Linked DNA regions of Mus musculus: region 1 is linked to region 2. A link is a contact called in public promoter capture Hi-C data. All regions are on one chromosome and are shown on one strand. The core of a region is the stretch at or near the end of the contact, and the rest is flanking DNA. Distances in the headings are between cores, read along the strand shown.

Region 1 (7,255 bases), core at 4,327-6,826, 35 kb before region 2:
CACGGGAATACTATTTGGTGATGACATGAATGAATAAATGAATGAATGAATGAATGAGTGAATTGAATACTGATACACTCTACGTAAGAATGAGCACAGAAAACACTGTGCTTAATGAAAGAAGTCAGATAAAAGACTATGCGGAATGTGAGCCACTTTTATGAAATGCCAGAGCAGGAAACTCCAACAGAGCAGTGGTGTTGAGCGGACTGAAGTGACTGAAATTCAAATTCCCTCTTGGGTTGCTGGAAACAGTCTAACAACAGGAGGTGGTGGCAGTCTGTACCCCGTGATCCACTGGAAATATTAATCCTATACTGTAAACGATGAGTGGATTTATGTCACTTAAAATTTTAACTTAATAAAAATTATTTTAAAATCAAATGTACTTCTGTGTATTAATAACAATACTTAATTCCAATATAAAATTATGCAGAAAATTCTATTCATGACAAAATGCCAAGAAGTTGGCAAGAGAGATGGCTGAGTAGGTAAGACACTGAGTTTGATTCCAGGAAGGCAGGAATGACTCCCCCAAGTGTCTTCTGATTGCTACGTGAATACCATGCTGGGGCTCACATGTCCCCACATAAGGAATTTCTTAAGTTCGTAAGAATAATGTAAAACTATTAAAAGAAGTGAAAGAGTTTAAGCGAGCAAGACATAGTCATGGTAATGAAACGGAAGACTCAATACTCTCTGTCAATCGAGGATTTAAACACTATTTTATACTCAGAGATCTGCCTGCCTCTGCTCCCAAGTGCTGAAATCAAAGGCACAATGCTGGAGCAACTGGAGATACACACACACACACACACACACACACACTCTCTCTCTTACCATTTGACAATCCAGTTTCTAGGTAGCTATCCAAGACAAACTTTACATCTTTACAAAGGCATACAGCAGCATTATTTATCTAACAAAAATCTAGACTTCAATCCACTGGTAAATGGGCAGTGTGTTACACATATTCAATGGAATACAGTTCAGAAGTGGAGGCTAGAGAAGCAGGAAGGAGTTCAAGAGTTTAAGGATAGCCTCAACTACTAACAAATTTAAGGTTATTCAACCTGGAATATATGAGAACCTGACTCAATAAAGCAACACAATTTAGCAGTTAAAACACACACACATACACAAAAACTAGGTGCAGTGGCAAGCAACACAATTCAGCAGTTAAAACACACACACACACACACACACACACACACACACACACACACTCCCAGCACCTGGAGGCAAAGGCAGGAAGATAGGGAGACCTCTTGAGGTCAGCCTGATCTACAAAAGACAGCCAGAGCTACAGAGAGAAACCATCTTTAAAAAAACAAAACAAAACCAACCATCCAAAATAAAATAAAATAAGATAGGGGCTGGAGAGATGGCTCGGCAATTTAAAGCCTTTACACTTTTCCAGAGGACATAGATACAGTTCCTAGAACCCACATGGTGGCTCACAAATCCAAAGCCTTCTTATGACCTCGGAGGGCACCAGGCACGCACATGGTCCACATACTTACAGGCAAACACTTACTCATACACATATATAAGAATAAATACATCTTTTTTTTTTTCTCAAGTCACGAAGTTACTGATGAAGTCAGGTAAGTTCAAAACATTACACAAAGAGAAAGAAAACTGCTTTTTAAAAGGTAGCATTTTATGGGCTGGAGAGGTGGCTCAGTAGTTAAGAGCAGTGGCTGCTCTCTTGAGGCCCCAGGTTGGATTCTCAGCACCAGCACCTACATGGTGGCTCAAAACCCTGGAACTCCAGTCCCAGGACTGCCCACCCTCTCTGACCTCCACTGTAAGCATATGGAACAAGCACAGACCTACATGAAGGCAATATACTCCTACACATAAGATGGCATTTCGTGGCATCATTTAAATGCGTTTTCAAAAGGACAAAACTACAGTGACGCCATGGCAGGTCAATGGACGCAGGTGGGAGCTGCAAGAGGGTGGAAAGGAGCGCTGCAGGGTGATATTAGTGTTCTAGAACAGGACCTGGGTGAGGCCTCACAACCGTCTATGTTACCATAGCTCATCAAGCCATAGCTGCGATACGTAAACTACCGATTTTACCGGGCATTACTTATGCAACAATAAAAGCAAGCTGCACAGTCACTCACCATTGTAGCCTTCCAGAACAGAATCAATAATTGGTCTTGCAGTTAAGTTATACACATCAAGTTGTTTACTTTCTGGTCCAAAAACAGTATCGAAAGTAAATGTCTTTGGAGGTTCGTTGGAGGAATCGGTCTTATGGACGGTGATAGTTCCCCTCATTTCATCCACGCTGACGGCCTGTCTATAGCACATTGACTTCTCTCTCTCATTGAGAGGCCGGCACCTAACCACCACCTTCACATTATCGCAGCTTTCCGGCTTCTCCGACTTATTGATCTGGTGGAGACAGTGTTTACAAAGAGTGAGAAGAACATTCCTTTTGCTCTAAATATAGTTAGAAAAGTCTACTTTTCCACCTCAGCATCCCGGATGTGCTAAGACTTTACAAGCCTTCGATAAATGCAATTAAAGATCTCTACATATACAGAAAGGGTTTATAGGTATACAAATGGAGACTGTTTCTTTTGCAGTACAAAAGAGGGAAGAGAAAAACTCTAATTTACATCTGAAGCAAATGCTTCAAGTGGAGAAAATGAACTAGTTAGTATACAGGCATTAGCTCAACAGTCCACACAGCTGAAGTTCCTGCCTGAAAAAACAAACAAACAAACAAAAACAAACAAACAAACAAACAAACACGCGTGAAGTGGTTGACAAGCTTTATTAAGAATCTGAGGTCGGACTGGAGCGATGGCTCAGTGGCTAAGAGCACTGGCTGTTCTTCCAGAGGTCCTGAATTCAATTCCCAGCAAGCACATGGTGGCTCACAACCGTCTGTCATGGGATCCGATGCCCTCAGAAGATAGCTACAGTGTACTCATATAAATAAAATAAATAAATCTTTTAAAAAAAAAATCTATGAGGTGAAGCTGTGGTACATACCTTTGATACCAGAACTCCTGAACTCCTGGAGGCAGAGGCAGATGGATCTCTGTGAGTTTGTGACCAGCCTATATAATATAGTGAGACCTTGTCTCTTGCTCTCCCATGACATCTAATTTCATTTCCTAGAATGCATCTGTAAGATTTTTACCATGTGATACCTCCATATACGGCTTTCCTCTCCACCCAAGACAAGTTAAGGACGGAGAAGGCCAATGACATACAGAGAAAAATGTCTTATGAACGTTTATATGAAGTTTTGATTGTCAAAATTTTACATGACAAAGATCCTAGGACTGCCATGAATATGTTTCTCTCCAGTTTGGCCTTCATCACCCTAGGCTAGGTAGCATCACCTGGGCCTTCGTTCGTCGACTACCTACATTCGCTCCTGAATCTAATTAAACCACCCTTCCGTCTGCCCTCTTACACGATGGTGTAAACACAAATCAAATCACATTATTCCCCATGTAAAAATCTCCCCAGATGACAAGCCAAAAATGTTTAGGAGGTACAGAAAAGCCTCTAGGCTTTACCAAATACTCTTCCTCCTCTCAGAGTTTCGTGATCTCCTCTTCCCTGCGGACTTTCCTCGAGTCCTTCGGTCTAGAACATTCCTCATGCCCTTCTTCACTTAGGTGACATCTACTTATCCTTCAGTTTTCAGCTCAGCAGTTCCCATGGGAACACTTCTCTGACTAGGTCAAATGCTTTTTCTATTTAGTAGACTCTGAGAGAGAGCTTTTAAAGAATACATTTTGACTCTGGGTTGCTCCTTGACTGATGTCTGTCATGGTATATTCATCTGAGATTCAAACAAGGAATCAAGGGTCTGAATTCAACCCATAAAATCCTTTTATTTGCCTCAAAGTATTTTTGTTTTGTTCTGATACTGGGTCCCATGAAGCACGGGGCAGCCTAGAATTCTTTATGAAGCCAAGGATAGCTTTGAACTTGAGACAGGATTTCTATGTGTAGCCTTGGCTCTCCTGGAACTTACTCCATAGACCAGGCTGGCCTTGAACTCACAGAGATCCGTCAGCCTCTGCCTCCCAAGTGCTGGGTTTAAAGGTGCCACCACTGCCCGACCAGCCTTAAACTCTAAATCCTCCTCCCTCAACCTTTCAAAGTGTTGGCCAGCTGGCTCAAAGCATTTTTAAGTATTTTAGTCATCTGCTAAAACTGAGAAACTTCACAAATATAGCAATTTAAGTCTTTTGAAAACAAAAGTAGATCTGTTATCTGTAGGCCAGCATTCCTTTATGGAAACCTTTTCCAATTCACCAGATCCAATTTCTGCCATATGCAGATTACTCACTTCATTTATTAAGGCTGTCTTTTCTCTGTTAAATGTATATGGTTTTCACCTCTTCTCCAAAGTCAAAACTTTGGTAATGAGGCTGGAGAGATGGGCCAGTGGTTAAGAGCACTTACAGAGGACCTTACAGAGGACCTGGGCTGAGTTTCCAGCACCCACATGGCAGCTTACTACTGCTTTTAACTTCAGTTCCAAATAATTCCATGCACTCTTCTTCCTTCCCCTGGCACGTGGTGCACATACATACATACATGCAAACACTCATACACATAAAATAAAAATTGAATTAAAAACACCTAGCACAACCTTACCGCCTGCATAGTTAACATATATACGGCTAGTGCGCAATCTTTGTTGAATATTCATTATTCAATAAAGCAATAAATATAAACAAACACTGAGCATTTTGTGCTAAATGTCAAGCCCTGTCCTTCAAGTGTCCTGTGCATTAATTTATTTTGCCTTGATAAAAACCCCAAGAAGGAAAGTTTAAATGTGTAGGAACTAAGGGCCCAGACGCTGTAAATAACCATCGAAGGCCCCATAACCAATATATAATCTACCATGGCTCAAGTCTTCTCCAATGGGACTTACAACCACCCCCTTATTATGGCACGATAACAATCCGTGAAATCCTAGGAGGTAACCAAATCGCCACCGCATACTCGCACAAAGACACCTACAGGTTACATTCTGCACCATAAGCTAAGGTGCCCGCTCGGAATGACAGCTTATACCCAGGGAAGTAGGGGGCCAGAGCGTAGACTCTGGGGTTCCGAGCATCCGCAAGACCATGGTGGCCACGCGCAGCCACCAAGCCTCCACTGTCCGCGCGGTGCTTTTCTGTCTGGCAGAGCAGGCCTGGCGAGATGCAACGCGTTCCGGGGCAACTGGGCGGGTCCCGAGCGGCCCCCGATGCGTCCGGACCCCAGCCCCGCCGCCCCACCGCCCTTCTCCTCCAAGGCCTCCCGGCCTGGCCACCCTGCCCCGCCCGCCGCGCGCTTCTATGGCAACGGCCGCGCCCCCGAGCAGGGCCGACACGATGAGCCGAAGCCCCCGTGGCCGACTGTCCATCCTCACCGGCATGGTGGCCGCGTCCGGTGCTCCGCCAACGTCCCCACTCCGGATGCAGCCCAACAACACCGGGTTTGGGGGCGAGGCTGGCCACAGGCGACCGCAACACCTTAGCGCTCCAGAGACTGCGGCTCACACAGCTACAGAGGGCAGTGCGCAGGCGCACTCTGAGCTCGCCCCGCCCAATCTCGGGTGTCCTGGGCTCTTGAAGTACGCATGCGCAAGGCCTTTCCGCGTCCATCTCCATGGACGCTAGACTGGGGCAACGCCTGCGGGGTGCTGCCATCGCTCTGCTCTGTAAAGCTGGTTCATGTTGAGGCCACCAGGACATCTGACCCGCTCAGACTGCCAGGAGCTTCCGGCGCTGGCAGTGTCCCAAATATTGAAAACAACAGTGGACAATAGCGTACCAGATTCTGATGACTCCTTATTTTATGAGGAATATCAGGGGTTGGGTTCTGTTTATCTCTACTATCTGTCTGCACCAAAAGTTTGAATGAACAGGACCCTGATCCAGCCATATGAGGAGAGAGCGGAGACCAAGGAGACCAACAGGCCAGGAAGGTAAAGGGGGAAAAAAAGTGAAAATGACCAGCAGAGTCAAAATGGATGGATTATATAGGGAAGGACCCCAGAAGGGCAGCTCAGCACCTGGGCCGGAAGGTTCACGGGGTGGACTATGCCAGCCAACCCTGTAACAGGTAGGGACTGAGGGATGCTGGGAGCATCCAGGTCTGCTTTAATATGTGAAAAAGGCACCTCAACCATTTGTTGGGAGTTTGAGACCTAACTCAAAGGAGAAGCTCCGTCTAAATAGCCATTTGCCCAACAGAACTGCTTAGGGTTTCTCAGTTATGGGAGAGTTTGTTTTGTTTTTGGTTTGTCTTGGGGGGGGGGGTTTCTCACTGGATAGACCAGGATGACCTTGAGCTCACAGAGATCTTTTGACTCACGAGTGCTGGCATTAAAGGCATCTTCATCACACCCGGAAGTTATAGGAGAGTTTAAGTTGCAAGTAATTATAAAGTGTGTTCTGTGTTAACATTCAAAATGTTCATCTTGGGTCTGAAGAACTGGCTCAGCAGTTAAGAATGCATACTGATCTTGCAAAGGGCTGGAGTTAGGGTCCCAGCACTCAGGTCAGGCATTCACAACTGCAGCTCTAGGGGAATCCCATGCCCTCTTTTGGTCTCTGTGGGAACTGTACTCACATGCATATATCCACTCATAGAGACACACATATACTTAATTGTAAAAAAGTCTTCTTTTGCTGGGCAGTGGTGGCGCACCCCTTTAATCCCAGCACTTGGGAGGCAGAGGCAGGCGGATTTCTGAGTTTAAGGGCAGCCTGGTTGACAGAGTGAGTTCCAGGACAGCCATGGTTACACAGAGAAGCCCTGTCTCAAAAAAAAAGAAAAAAAAAGTCTTCTTTCAAAACTTCCTCTTCAATACATCACAGTTAGTCTTGACTATTAGAAACATGTTTTGTATTACTTCTCAAAGATGCTGAGTAGGAGAAGGTAAAATACCCATTTCTTATGGTCATGTAGACCACCATTGCACAGCTGTTGCTAATAAATGACAACCCCCTATCCTTTCATTACAGTTTTATACTTATTTATGTAAGTGTATGGTCCAATACGCATATGCCACAGCTCATATGTGTGGAGGTCAGAGAACACCTTTCAGGAGTTGGTCTCCTCTTCTTCTTTCCCTGTGTGACCTCACTGATGGAGCTGAGGTAGTCAGACTTAGTGGCAAGCACATCTACCCACTGAGCAATCTTGCTGGCCACTAAAGTTTTTGGTTTTTTTTTTTTTAAGATGTCTCTATTCTAAATGAGTCTTG
Region 2 (7,163 bases), core at 4,272-6,771:
TGAGAAGTGAGTGTGAGGCTGGGGGGTGAGCAGTGAGTGTGAGACTGGGGGGTGAGCGGTGAGTGTGAGGCTGAGGTGGGGGGAGCTGTGAGCGAGAGGGACAGAGGAGTGGAGAGAAGTCTGTCTAGCCCAGGGGTCAGGAGCCAGCCCAGAGAGGGAGAAACCACTTACTTCTTCTTGTCCTTGTCTTTCCTCAGAGGCTGCTGTGAAGTGGCATGCAAGGCCTGTGACTGCAGGGCCTCCATGGCCGCCTTCCGGCAGTTGAAGGCGTTGGTCTCCTCTTCCAGCTCCCTGCGCTTCTCCTCTACCTTGCGCTTCTCCTCCTGGTGGATTCGCTTCAGGTGCTCAAACTTCTCATGGAGCTGGGGGAAAGGGAGGCGCCTGGGTATAAGCAGGACAGGTCCCCCACTCACCCCAGCCAGCCTGCCTCCCCCACCCCAACAGCCCTGCCCGAGGCTGGCACACACCTCCCGTTCCTTCTCCTTCAGCTCAAGCTCTGTCTCCTTGACTTTGTTGACAAACATCTGTCGCATCTCTTCCTCCTTCCTCTGCAGCTCGCTTAGGAACTCCTTCCTCTTTGCCTCATATGTCTCTTGGAGGCTGTGGAGACCCAAAGGAGAGACCTGAGGTAGAACTGAGGCAGTAGTCAGGTAGACAGACGCTGGGGCAAGAGGACTCAGGGCTCCCACCAGCCTCTGCCTGCAGGCTCCCAGGCCTGAGATAGCAAGTGCTGGTGTGACAAGAGGGGCTGAGGCAACGCAGACCTGAAGGGCTGGCTGTCACCGTCACTGTCCTGGAAGCCCATCTCCTCCAACTTGCAGCGGCGGTAGAGCTCGTAGTGCCGGCTGTGGGTCTGCTCGCGCAGGTCCTCCATGTTCACCCGGATCAGCATCTCCCGCAGCTTCACGAAGTCACAGTGATTCTCATTCTCCACTAGGAGCAAGGGCGGGAGAAGCATGAGACGGGCATGCACGCAGGTGGAGGTGGGGAGGCAACGGGGCAGTGGTCGAGTGGCTCCAAAGCATCAGGAGGCAGGCAGGCGTGCAGGTGGACGTGGGATGGTAAGACGGGGGGCCTTGGTGGTCCCACAGAGCAGAGCAAACATTCAGATGGTGGGGGTACAACAGACAATGGTTGGGAGCCTCGTGGTAGCATGAGGTAGGCGTGGAGACAGAGAGGAACAGCCCAAGAGTGGCCAGGTGCCCTGGGGAGCTCCACAGAGTGAGGTGACCATGCAGATGGGCAGAGGATTAGCAGGACAGTGGTTAGTGGCCTCAGCTTGCAGGTCAAGAGACTGAGCCAAGGCCCCAGTTGGGGATGCGCTTGCCGGACACTCACCCTGCACCACACCCCAAGGGTACTGTCGTGCTCGAACCAGCTTATTCCCCACCTTCACCTCCTCTGTGCTGCCCACCACGGCAAAAGGCAGGTGTGCCTGAAAAGGGGTCCAATTGTGTGTGAGCGCTAGGCTAGAACCAGGGGCAGACGCTCTTACCACCCCTGCACTCTACAGAGGGCCTACCAGCCTTTTGCAAGGCTCTGGGGTCAGAGGCTGACTTCCTGTAGCTTTCAGAGCACTGTTCCATGAGAACAGAGAACTGGGTATGCCTGTCTGTGTGGTGCTCTTCTCAGGAGCAAGAGAACTCTCTGACAGAGACAGTAAGTTGGTTCCTTCCGGATTCCCAACCCCTGGCCACGCAGCTCCTCATTCCTTCATGCAACACATTGCCACCCAGAGTAGGACTCGAGACACTCAGATCTAGGGCACCCTTCGTGCAAACCCAATAAACAAACAAGGCCTCTGATCCTGTGCCCACAGGATCCCTGGGAGGGATGTGACGCCCACCTCTGTGTTGGAGATGCTAAGGATAACATCCTGGCAAGTAGGGTTCCCAGGGGCTGCGTTTCAGATCGGTGTCTCTAAGCCCTCTGGCTCTGGAGCCCCGAGCAAGGCCCTGCCCCCCTCCCCCGACTCACGTTCATGACTGCATTAATCTCGGCGACAGCCTCGTCATCGGTGGGAAACTGGTAGATCTGGACTCCGTTGCTGACCAGCTCACCCATGATCTTGATTTTGAACTTGTGGAGCTCGCTCTTGGAGATGGTGTCAGCCTTGGCAATGATGGGGATTATATTCACCTGTGGAGGTCAGGGGACGGGGCAGCAGGTCGGTTGGTTATTTTAAGTATGGTCACTGACTGTGGACAAGCACTGGGAGCAGGAAGCCAGCTGCTCCAGTGAGCCACAGCCACCTGCGGCCACCGTGCTGGCCGGAACTGTAACAACGTAGTGTTTCTAAAGGCCCTGGCGGTTTGGTCATTCTGGACATACTCAACTTGGACCCAGGATGCTCTGAAGGTCTTAAGTGGCCCAGGGCCTGACAGAAAGAGTAGTGGTGACCAAGCTACCCACCCACTAAGCAGGTAAGGCGACGCAGGAGTAGCAGCTTTGGAAAGGGCTTAAACTCTCCCAAGCCAAGGTTACCCCACTTTTCATGGTGATAATTAACCCTTGAGATGGAAAGGCAGTCACAAGGGCTGAGAGATCACTATGAGGGACACTTGTCCTCCAGGACCCCAACCTCCCTTGACCTCTGATGAGACTGTTCTCTGCCCTGATTCCTGAGTCGTCATTCTCCTCTCCTAGTGAGCTCAGAAGAGAGCCGAGGAGAAGCCATGTCAGAGAGCAAACAAAGAGGCTGAGATGATGGAAGGGGACACTGAGTAGAGGATCAGCAGGAGGAGGAAGTCATTTCACAAGGCACAAGGGACAAGACTCCAAAAGAGAAGGAAAGGCCCAGCCTGGAACAGGGCTCTGAAAAGTTTAATGACAGCCACAGAAAACCAAGACTCCAGAGAGGACCAAGCCGACCACGGCATAGCCTAATGCAGCCACCATACCCCCTTCCAGAGGAAGGTGGCAGAGGTCAGGTGACAAGGAGGGCCATGTACCTTGCTATCTAGTTTCTTCATGGTCACCAGATCCAGGGACTTCAGGGAGTGCCCGGTGGGCGTGATGAAGTAGAGGCAAACATGGATCCTCGTGTCGTGATAGTCAAAGAGGGAACGGCGGATCTTCAACTCCTCCTGCAGATAGTTTTCAAACTGCGCGTCGATGTAGTCAACTATGGGCCTGTAACTACAGACAGCTTTATCACCTGGGAGGCAGACACTGGCCACGGCAGGGCAGCCCAAAGCCCAAGCCGGGATCTTTCCACTCTCTTCCCTGGGAACAGCTTTGCCTATCAGGTAGAGAAGGCTGGTTGACCCCTTCTCCTGTAGCCTCCCAGAAGGAGTCTGCTAATGGCCCAAGACCTCAGCCCTTCCCCAGCAGCCTTCCCAGGTCACCTTAGGGCTATATAATGGGGCAGTGTGACGCATGAAGCGCTTGAGCAGTGTTAGGACGGCGTCAGCCAGCACCGTGGAGACTAGGTGGGGCCCGCCCTTCCCGCCTCTTGCCTGTCATCCTTATTGATCTGATCGCCAAAGCCCACAGCATCCACGATGGTCAGCTTGAGATGAACGTTACTCTCTTGGAGGTCATAGGTCTGAGGCCGCAGGCGCACACACTCTTCATGGTGACTGGCTTCTTCAGTCTCAAAGGTCGTGTTGAAGAGTGTGTTCATTAGCGTGGACTTGCCAATCCCAGTTTCGCCTGGTGTGGGGAACGGCAGGGAGAGAAGTGAATACTAAGACCAGAATGGGGCTGTCTCAAGCTGGCAACTAGGTGAGGTGGATTCTAAGACCTGTAGCTCCTGAATGAGAGAAGGAAGCCTCTATCCCACTCCTCATCGCCCATCCTTGGTGGTCTCTGTCGTAGCTCAGTTGTGGAGTACTTGCCTGACATGTGTAAGGCCCTGGGATTCCATCCCAGCACATGCATGTACACACGTACACACACAAAACCAGGTCTGTGAGATGGCTCAGAGGGTAAAGACACTTGCTGCCAGGCCTGATAACTCACATGATAGGAGGAGAGAAGCAACTGCTCTACTTCTCAACTTGCCCTGTCATGGGCTCCACAAATAAAATGAATAAATGTGTTTAAAAAAAAATAGGAGAAGGAAGGAAGGGAAAGAAAAAATATTCAGAAGGAAGAGTCATCAAGGAAGCCTTTGGTGTAAGACATAACCGTGCAGGGTATGTGACATTCCCCCAGGAGTAGGGAAAAGGCAGCATCAGGCTATGGAGAGTCCACTGTATGCTGGACCCAGTCACAAAACACAGAGCCCGTACTGGGCTTCATCCTTCTTAGGCCAAGGCAGTCATGGGTCCACAGGAACAGGACCTGAGACCATCAGTTGCTGGTCCCTGGGCAGCCTCAGGTCCACATGGTCTCCTTCCCAAGGGACACCTGCAGAGTCTGTGCCTTGGACACATGGAACCCTGCTCCCACCCCCATCAGGTTCTGTTTGCTCCAAAGTGTATTAGAGATGTCCTCTGTGTTCTGGTGTCAGAGCAGGGTCTGGCTTACCACTGTCTCCTTGCCACATGGTAAGAAAGAGACATTCTTTAAAGATTTTTTTGTTTTTGTTTTTGTTTTGTTTTTTTTTGTTTTTCCAGACAGGGTTTCTCTGTATAGCCCTGGCTGTCCTGGAATTCACTTTGTAGACCAGGCTGGCCTCGAACTCAGAAATCCGCCTGCCTCTGCCTCCCGAGTGCTGTGATTAAAGGCGTGCACCACCACACCTGGCAAGATTTATTTTTCTTTATGTGTGCATGTGCAGTTACCTATGGAAGCCAGAAAGAGCTGTCAGGTTCCTTGGAACTTGAGCTATAGGCAGTGGTGAGCCATGTGACGTTGGTGCTGGGAGCAGATGTCCAGTCCTCTGGGAAGCAGCAAGTGCTCTTGACTACTGGCTCATCTCTGCAGCCTTGTAAAAATTTTAAAATTTATTTATTTTATTAAGATCTATTTTATGGGGCCGGAGAGATGGCTCAGCAGTTCAGAGCACAGATCGCTCTTCCAAAGGTCCTGAGTTCAAATCCCAGCAACCACATGGTGGCTCACAACCATCTGCAATGAGATCTGACACCCTCTTCTGGTGTGTCTGAAGATAACTACAGTGTACTTAAATATAATAATAAATAAATCTATGGGCTGGAGCAAGCAGGGCTGGAGCAAGCAGAGGTCCTGAGTTCAATTCCCAGCAACCACATGATGGCTCACAACCATCTGTACAGCTACAGTGTACTCATATACATAAAAATAAATAAATAAAATCTTTTTTTAAAAAAAGATTTTTTTTTATGTGTATGGGTATTTTGCCTGCATGCACAGATATGTGTACCACATGCATGCCTGCTACGGTGGATCCCCTGGAACTGAAGTTACTGACAGGTGTGAGATGCCATATAGGTGTAGGGAATTGAACCCGGGTCCTCTATAGGAGCAGCTGAATTTTTTTTTTTTTAAAGAAATGAATGAACAGTGGCTGGTGAGATGGCTCAGTGGTTAAGAGCACTGGCTGCTCTTCCAGAGGTCATGAGTTCAATTCCCAGCAACCACATGGTGGCTCACAACCATCTATAGGGGGATATGATGCCCTCTTCAGGCAGGCAGATGTATATGCAGCAGAGCACTCGTACATTAAATGAAATAAAGTTTAAAAAAAAAAAAAAACAAAAAAAAAAAGAAATGAATAAACTACTGACTGTGACTCTCTGGTGAGAAACACCCATTTTTAGTGCTTAGACAGCACTTTCATGGGCTCACTTCTGTTTCCTCTTTGTGGCAACTCTTGAGTCAGATCTTGGATCTAATCCCATTCTTGACCCTGGCAGAGGCAAAACTAAAGCCTGGACCCAATATCTCTCTGCTCAGGACCCCCAAGCCCCAGCCCCAGCCCCAGCCCCAGCCCCAGCCCCAGCCCCAGCCCCAGCCCCAGCCCAAGACGGATAGGCGGCCAGCACAACAGAGCACCGGCTCCAAGAAGTCTCATCCATTTTTGCCGCTGGCCAGGCCACTTACCCACACAGAGTATGTTGAAGCTGAAGCCCTGAGTGACTGACTTGCTGACCAGCTGGTCAGGGAGGCTGTCAAACCCAACATGGCCGCCCAGGGACAGGCTCCGGGGCTCAGGCTCTGCGTTCTGCCAAGAAAAGCACAGTAAGACAGTGAGCCCCCAGGAAAAGATGTGTCTGTGTGAGGCTAGCCCTGACCCTGGTGCACTTTGGAGACAGGGTGGCTTTGAACTTGCTATCCCACTGTCTGGTCTCCAAAGTGTTCAGATAATGAGTGTGTGCCACCACACCCAGCTCCCTGGTCTTTTTCGTTAAAAAGGAACTCATGTAGTCCAAGATAGCCTTGAACCTGCGACAGAGCCAAGAGTGACATTCAGCTTCCAATCTCTGTTTCCACCACCTGCATGCACCCCATGCGTGGGTGATGTGGTTCAAGGGACCCCAGGGCTTTATGCATGTTGGGTAAGCACTCTGCCAGTTGAGCCTAATCCCCAGCCCTCCTCTGAATCTAAAAAAGCCCAAGAGGCCCAGGTTGGAGAGTATATTCCAGGAGGCAGTTCTGGGGGAGGTGGGAATGTTACCACTCCCTCATAGGCCTTTCTTTCTAACTGAGTGTATCAGAGGGCTCTCCTGTCAGGCTGGGCTGGATCTCCTCTATGGCTGCTTCCACTGCTCAGGTATCCAACAGAGTTCCTGCGGGGACCTAGCTAGCAGAACGACGGAGCCAGAACTGGGGCTCAAGCAGTCTTCTGCTTCCTTCTCAGTGGTGGTCTCTGGAGACATCAGGCTCTGAGATCTCCAACCTTACTAAAGCCAGGACTGTTTAAAAAGAAGATTCTGGGAGAGAATGTGGAGGTCTGACCTCAGCAGAGATGAGGGCAACAGGCCCTAAGAGTGCAGGAACCACTGGATTTGGTCCATACCACTACTAAGAGAAACCATGAGTCCCAAAGACAGAGTCACGGCTGGACTCATCTATGTGGATACTTGCTCTGGCTTCCCTGGGAGTGGTAGTAGATGTCGCCCTGAGAACAGCTTCCCAGACCCACCTGGCTCCGTGTTGGGCAGAACCATGCCTCTTTCTTTCTTAGTGCCTATGCCCTACCCACCACCAGGGCCAGGAAGCTGCACAGGTGTTCTTCAGTCTCCCATGTCCACAGCCCCAAAGTGGAGCCCTCAGCAGTGTCATGACAACCGTTT

What was found. Promoter capture Hi-C pulls out the DNA fragments that hold promoters and counts their contacts.
Region 1: a promoter capture Hi-C map of macrophages shows a contact between it and region 2, with 6 read pairs. The contact joins the promoter of Kif3a here to the enhancer-like site in region 2. A contact is called at or near these places in 2 of 39 promoter capture datasets (erythroid cells and macrophages), 1 of 15 datasets of contacts at CTCF or cohesin (the NIH/3T3 cell line), 9 of 484 Hi-C or Micro-C datasets (the N1E-115 cell line, cortical neurons, cumulus cells and 4 more), 7 of 115 datasets of contacts at active chromatin or transcription factors (SST interneurons, cardiomyocytes, double positive thymocytes and 3 more) and 4 of 9 other capture datasets (adipose tissue, embryonic stem cells, liver and 1 more).

What each region holds. Positions count from the first base shown.
Region 1 is chr11:53,565,690-53,572,944 of GRCm38.p6, reverse strand. Kif3a (kinesin family member 3A) reads right to left here and starts at 5,576. Exons shown (of 18, transcript NM_008443.4): 1 at 5,414-5,576; 2 at 2,136-2,409. The coding sequence starts at 5,419. It overlaps A430108G06Rik (RIKEN cDNA A430108G06 gene), which reads left to right and starts at 5,632. Exons shown (of 2, transcript NR_168001.1): 1 at 5,632-6,108; 2 at 7,231-7,255.
Region 2 is chr11:53,530,924-53,538,086 of GRCm38.p6, reverse strand. It overlaps Septin8 (septin 8), which reads right to left. Exons shown (of 10, transcript NM_001347496.1): 2 at 5,971-6,091; 3 at 3,459-3,654; 4 at 2,952-3,138; 5 at 1,978-2,139; 6 at 1,339-1,435; 7 at 765-933; 8 at 468-600; 9 at 172-362. Among named protein-coding and RNA genes, the nearest start is that of Septin8, 15 kb to the right of the region's middle. Within about 2 kb of position 5,521, at least 19 of the 459 cell types and tissues checked have an H3K27ac peak or open chromatin away from gene starts, as enhancers often do. A contact at or near this core is called in macrophages, where this site is marked.